Regions from separate parts of the Mus musculus genome. Here region 2 is linked to region 1. The links are chromatin contacts, called in public HiChIP or PLAC-seq maps. All regions are on one chromosome and are shown on one strand. Each heading gives the region's core, a stretch centred on a gene start, on an enhancer-like site or on the middle of the called end of the contact. The rest is flanking DNA. Distances are from core to core; before and after follow the strand shown. Region 1 has its middle 9.0 kb from the start of Gm15201. Region 2 holds the start of Txlng (taxilin gamma).

Region 1 (2,700 bases), core at 77-2,576:
TTGATCTTAGCCATTCTGACTGGTGTGAGGTGGAATCTCAGGGTTGTTTTGATTTGCATTTCCCTGATGATTAATTTTAAGTTAGATTATACTTTTAAAAATCATGTTCACAAAGAATTTTTAACATTTTTTTCTCTTGGTGTTACTGAATTATTTTATAACATGTATTGAAAATATTTTGCTTTAATTTGTTTATTTTAATGTTTAGCTGGGGCTGGGCGTGGTTGTGCATGTCTTTAATACCAGCACTTTTGAGGCAAAGGCAAGCAGATTTCTGTGAGTTTGAGGCCAGCCTGATCTAATAATGAGCTCCAGGACAGCCAGAGCAATGTAGAAAGACTCTCAGAGGGGGGAGGGTATAGGGGACTTTAGGGATAGCATTTGAAATGTAAATGAAGAAAATATCTAATTAAAAAATTGAAAAAATAAAAGAAAGACTCTCCGAAAGAGACAGAGACAGAGAGACAGTATAACAGGTTTAAAATAGAAAATAATCTTGGCCTTTAACTATAACTTTGTTTCCTCCTCAGAAAATATATGTTTATATCATTACTGTAGAAGTGATTTAGAATTTAGGTACTTTTAAATTTTCATCAAACGTTCAAAAGCTGGGTATGGTGATGCACGCCTTTAATCCCAGCACTTGGGAGGCAGAGGCAGGCGGATTTCTGAGTTCGAGGCCTGCCTGGTGTACAAAGTGAGTTCCAGGATAGCCAGGGCTATACAGAGAAACCCTGTTTCGAAAAAAAAAAGAAAGAAAGAAAGAAAGAAACAAAAAAACAAAAACGTTCAAGGCCAGCCTCATCTACATAGCAAGTTTCAGGCCAGCCGGGGATACATAGAAAAACTCTATCTCAAAACACCAAAAGAAAAAAAATTAATTAAAATAAAATCTCCATCAAAGAATATATACCCTTTCCTCTTTTGCTATTGTCTTGAAGTTGGAAGACTAACTTTATTTTTAGCACCTAAAATTATGCCATCAAGGCTTTTTAATGTAAAATGAAATTACAGTGTCAATTTAGTCTAAATGAGAAGGAAAAAGAAAGGAACATGGAGTAGGGAGAGAGAATGCAGGTGGATGCAGTTCAGGAGCAAAACTCAAACCGTCCGGGCAGGGACAGGCAGAAAAGCATTCGCAAAATCTCCCTCGGGCTGGCTCCGAGCAGAGCAGAGGGGGGCGGGCTGGCTATGATTACTAGCAGAGTTTCACTGGCCCCTTTTAGTTTCATCTCCCCTCCTTCGGTCTGTCTCAACACAGCAACTCCTGTGGAGAAGATGCCATTGTGCAATTAGGCCCCCCGCTGCCCTCAGAGTAAAAAGATAAGGGCTTAGCCGCTCTTCCCACCCACTTCGCTGACCTCTCACCCACCACCGGCCAGAGCTCTCTGAGCTCACCCGGCTGCTCTGGTCTTTTTGTTTGTACCCTGGGAGAACAAAGCAAGCTCTTCCCAGCCTTGCCTTGAATGCCTTGGTGGCCATTAAGCTACTTTGCTTGGCGGCGGCCTAGGACACCGTGTTCCACACAATCAAGGGCTCTTCTTCCCTTCTGCAGAGGTCTGCTTGACCTCCCAGTCAGATCACCCACAAAATGTTCTCTGTTCACTTGCCCTCCCACTCTGTCTTTTTTTTTCCAAACCCCATCTCTTGAAGCCCAAGCTGACCTTGATCTTAGGGCTAAAACTACAGAGATTTACGAGCACGACGGCCCATCTTCCTGTCCTGTGATGTCACTTTTCCATTTCTACTTTTCTCCGGGGTCCTTACAAGGGTCCACCATAGAACAAGCTTCTTTGCTTTGTCTGCTCCATCTTCTGTAAGCCCCACAGGGTGGGCATTGCTTAAAATACTTTGTGTATGAGGACGGAAGCCAGAGCAGCCCCAGGTGGACATTTTTGTCACTAGATCCTCAGAACCAGAACGTATGTATGGCTCGAGAGACCGGGGGAGGAGGGGGGTCGCAGAGAGAGGGAGAGGGAGAAGACAGTCAGGGACACAGAAAGACAAAAACAGAGACACAGAAAGAGATACAGGCAGAGAGGCAGAGAGGTGTGGAGGAGATAATACTCAGAAACAGAAGCAGAAAAGAGAGGACAAGACAGAGAGAAGAGGAGGAGGGTAGGTCAGATAAAGTGGAGAGACAGGTTGGAGCTAGGTTCTGTTGACTCTGTGACAAGGATATGCCATTAAGTTAATGAGGCTTCAGGAAGAGCCCTAGCAACCAGCTGAAATTCGCCAAGCTAAACCACTCAAGCCGCGGTCAGCTACAAGCATTGTCCCTTTCCATTTCCAGCGCGACCCTTGCTGCACACGCTGTGGTTGCTTTGTGCTGTGTCTGTTTAGCTAAGCTGAATGCTGTTTCCCAGAATTCCCCGCCCAGTGTGGTTCTGGCTTCTAGAAGCATTCTGTAGGCAAACCAGAAGGAAAAGGTACCCCAACGTGTGTGTGTGTGTGTGTGTGTGTGTGTGTGTGTGTGTGTGTGTGTGTATGTGTGTGTGTTTTAACTCTTGATGTTTAATTCCAGACACCGGAGCAGATCTCACAGTGTCACCATGTCACTCATCTGATCCCTCATTTACGTTGACCCTGGGCAGGCACTCAGTCCTACAGGCCATACAGCTCCCACCACATCTCCTTTTGGAGCAGGTTACACACACTCTCTCACTCTTCACCAGCTTTCACAGTGACATTAAGGTTGAA
Region 2 (2,700 bases), core at 17-2,516, 100 kb after region 1:
AGTTCTTGGTTCCTGGGCCTGAAAGCCCTGTACCCTACTCGTTGTGCAATCATTGTCAAAACTCCACCCACTGAGCTCCAGAACAAGTGGATTTCTCCCATTCTGAAAGAGATCTCGATTTTCTTGTATCCAGGGAGACACTGAAAACTCCTTGACGTGAGTCAAGTAAGGCAAGGGGAAACAAACAGTCCAGCTCTTCTCCTAGATTAAGAAAGACCAAAACCGAAGCCCAGGAGGAAACTCAAGTTTCCACTTATCAAATTAAAAAGAAAGAAAAGAAACAGAGGGTAGTGGCAGGAAGCCGGAGACAGCTATCAGAAGATGATGCTGGTTCCCCAGCATCACCACCTCATCCCCAGCCTCACACTCAAGGCAGGTCCATGATGCCCAGAGACCAAGCCCCGTTGTGGATCCCGGGAGCCCCGCGGCGTCCCCCGCGTAGCCACCCGCGCAGTGTCGCGGGGGACCGCGGGGGGGCAAGGGGAAGGGGGGAAGGGGCGAAAGGCAGCCCCGGCTTCTGCGCTGTTATCTTACTGCGCAACAGCCTCAGCTCTGAGGCCGGGGAGCACCCCGCAGCGCGCGCCCTACGCACCTGCCCAACACGGAGAGGGCTACCCCGTACCCCGATAAGCCCCCACCCCCACCCCGTCACCTCCTTGGGCAGCGGAGTCCCAGTGCCCGGTGACCACACAGGCTGAAGACTCAACACCCGGGGCAGCACCCGCCGCACGTGGCTGTCACACCTGGAGCGCCCCTGCCTAGCACCCCTTCACCCTCTCAGACCGGGGTCCACCATGTCCTCCCTCAGCCCCCTACTAGGCGTAGTGTCCCCAAGTCCCAACCACCGTCCCTTCTCACCAGATCCATTTCAGTCACAACCACCCCGCACCTGCTCCCCAACTATCGTCACTCTTCTGAAGGAAAAGGGGGAACGGGCCGGATGTTCGTCCCGTAGCTAAAGGTAAAGGGGTAAGTGAAGAGGTGAACCCCAAAAAGGGTAACCCAATCATCCCCGCGACCCAACCACAACGAAGGCGTCCCCTCCACTGACCTTCTGCGGGGGGCTACGTCGCCGTCCGCCCCGTCCGCCCTCACTAGCCTCCTCAGTACCGCCGCCTCTTCCTCGCGTTACCTCCTCAAGCCGAGTCGCCATGAGGTGACGGCAGCAGCCAAACAAGCGGCTGGACCAGGGGCACGGAACCTCTCAGGGGCTTCAGCCCCGCCCCCTTTACACCCCAACCAATCGTAGCGTGAGAGTCTTCTCACGTGACCGGAGGAGGTTGGCTCCTGAGGAAAGGCAGTTTGTTGGGGGTGGGGAGCGTAAAATTTTGGGCTGGGCTTCTGTTAGGGCCGAAGGGCAGACAGAGGCCGCTGGAGTCTGCGCGGACCGGGAAAGGGAGTAGACTACGAGTCCCAGAAGAATGTGCGGCCCCGGCGTCCAGCCATGAATCCGGATAGGAGCGTCCTGGGGGAAGAGTACCCGCTGTGCTGAGTGTGCAGCCTTCTGGGGCTTGTAGTCTCTGAGCGGCAATGTCGCGGTACCGGAAAGTAGTCGTTATTAACCTACAAGAAAAGTTTTAAAATCTTCCAGAGTTTGAGAAGGAATAGAATCAGAGACACTTCTTTGTGGTTTTGCTTTTTTTGCTCTTCTTCATAATTGTGCAAGTATAATTTGAGAATAAGAGACTCTTTTAACTTCGCTATTTTCGAGGTGGGAGATGCAGTCTCAGAATTTGGAACATTGGACACTTGCCCAGAGTACAGCCTCTCTACCAGAGTTCTCCCCAAGGTTTAACTGTCCAGAGTTCCTTTGGGCTGGAAGCCTATTCACCTTTGCCCAACTGATCTGGCTTCAAGTACAGTTCTCCATGTTAGTTCAAGATTAATTCGTATTTAAAATGTCTTGCTTTTTGCACCATATGTTTTGCTAATTAAAAATATCACGAACTCTGTTTACTAAAACAGTTATTTTTTTCTTGATATGTTAGAGAAGGTCACTCAGAAATATCCCCTGTTTTCTATTTAATGGAACCAGATCCTTAGTGGCCTAGTGTCTAGAAGTCACTGACCATCACAAAATCCGGAATTGAAATAATTCACTATGAAAATCTGTACAAATATACTTTCCTACAGTTGAACACAAAACAGTGATACCAGGAGCCAAAACTTAAATAACTTGAGGGACTGAAAATTTCAAATGAGCAAATTCTTAGGAGAAAATAGGGTTGGTTTTGTTATTAATGTTGTTTGGGGGTTTTATTGTTATTTTTTTTTTTTGTGGTGCTCATTATCAAACCACGGATCTCATACATACAACACCTGCACTCAACCACTGAACTACACTCCAGCTCAGTTCAGTTGAAGAAATTCTTTTTTTTTTTTTTTTTTTTTTTTTTTTTTGGTTTTTTTGAGACAGGGTTTCTCTGTGTAGCTCTGACTGTCCTGGAAGTCACTCTGTAGACCAGGCTGGCCTTGAACTCAGAAATCCACCTGCCTCTACCTCCCAAATGCTGGGATTAAAGGCGTGTGCAACCACACCCAGCCATGCTGAAAAAAAATTTTTAAGATTTTATTTATTTATTTATTTATTTACTTATTATATATGATGAGTACCCTGTAGCTGTCTTCTTTTTAAAATTTATTTATAATAACAAATATGTACACTGTAGCTGTCTTCAGACACACCAGAAGGACATCAGA

What was found. HiChIP or PLAC-seq counts read pairs in DNA pulled down with a chosen protein or histone mark.
Region 2: a contact with region 1 is called in an H3K27ac HiChIP or PLAC-seq map of extraembryonic endoderm stem cells. The contact joins the promoter of Txlng here to the enhancer-like site in region 1. A contact is called at or near these places in 1 of 39 promoter capture datasets (erythroid cells), 1 of 15 datasets of contacts at CTCF or cohesin (large pre-B cells), 4 of 484 Hi-C or Micro-C datasets (CD4 T cells, centrocytes, embryonic stem cells and 1 more), 8 of 115 datasets of contacts at active chromatin or transcription factors (the 230-238 cell line, embryonic stem cells, epiblast stem cells and 3 more) and 3 of 9 other capture datasets (adipose tissue, liver and pancreatic islet).

Annotation. Positions count from the first base shown.
Region 1 is chrX:162,726,230-162,728,929 of GRCm38.p6, forward strand. No RefSeq gene overlaps it. Among named protein-coding and RNA genes, the nearest start is that of Gm15201, 9.0 kb to the right of the region's middle. Within about 2 kb of position 1,327, at least 64 of the 459 cell types and tissues checked have an H3K27ac peak or open chromatin away from gene starts, as enhancers often do. A contact at or near this core is called in epiblast stem cells, extraembryonic endoderm stem cells and pancreatic islet, where this site is marked.
Region 2 is chrX:162,828,188-162,830,887 of GRCm38.p6, forward strand. It overlaps Txlng (taxilin gamma), which reads right to left and starts at 1,267. Exons shown (of 10, transcript NM_178935.5): 1 at 1,052-1,267. The coding sequence starts at 1,153.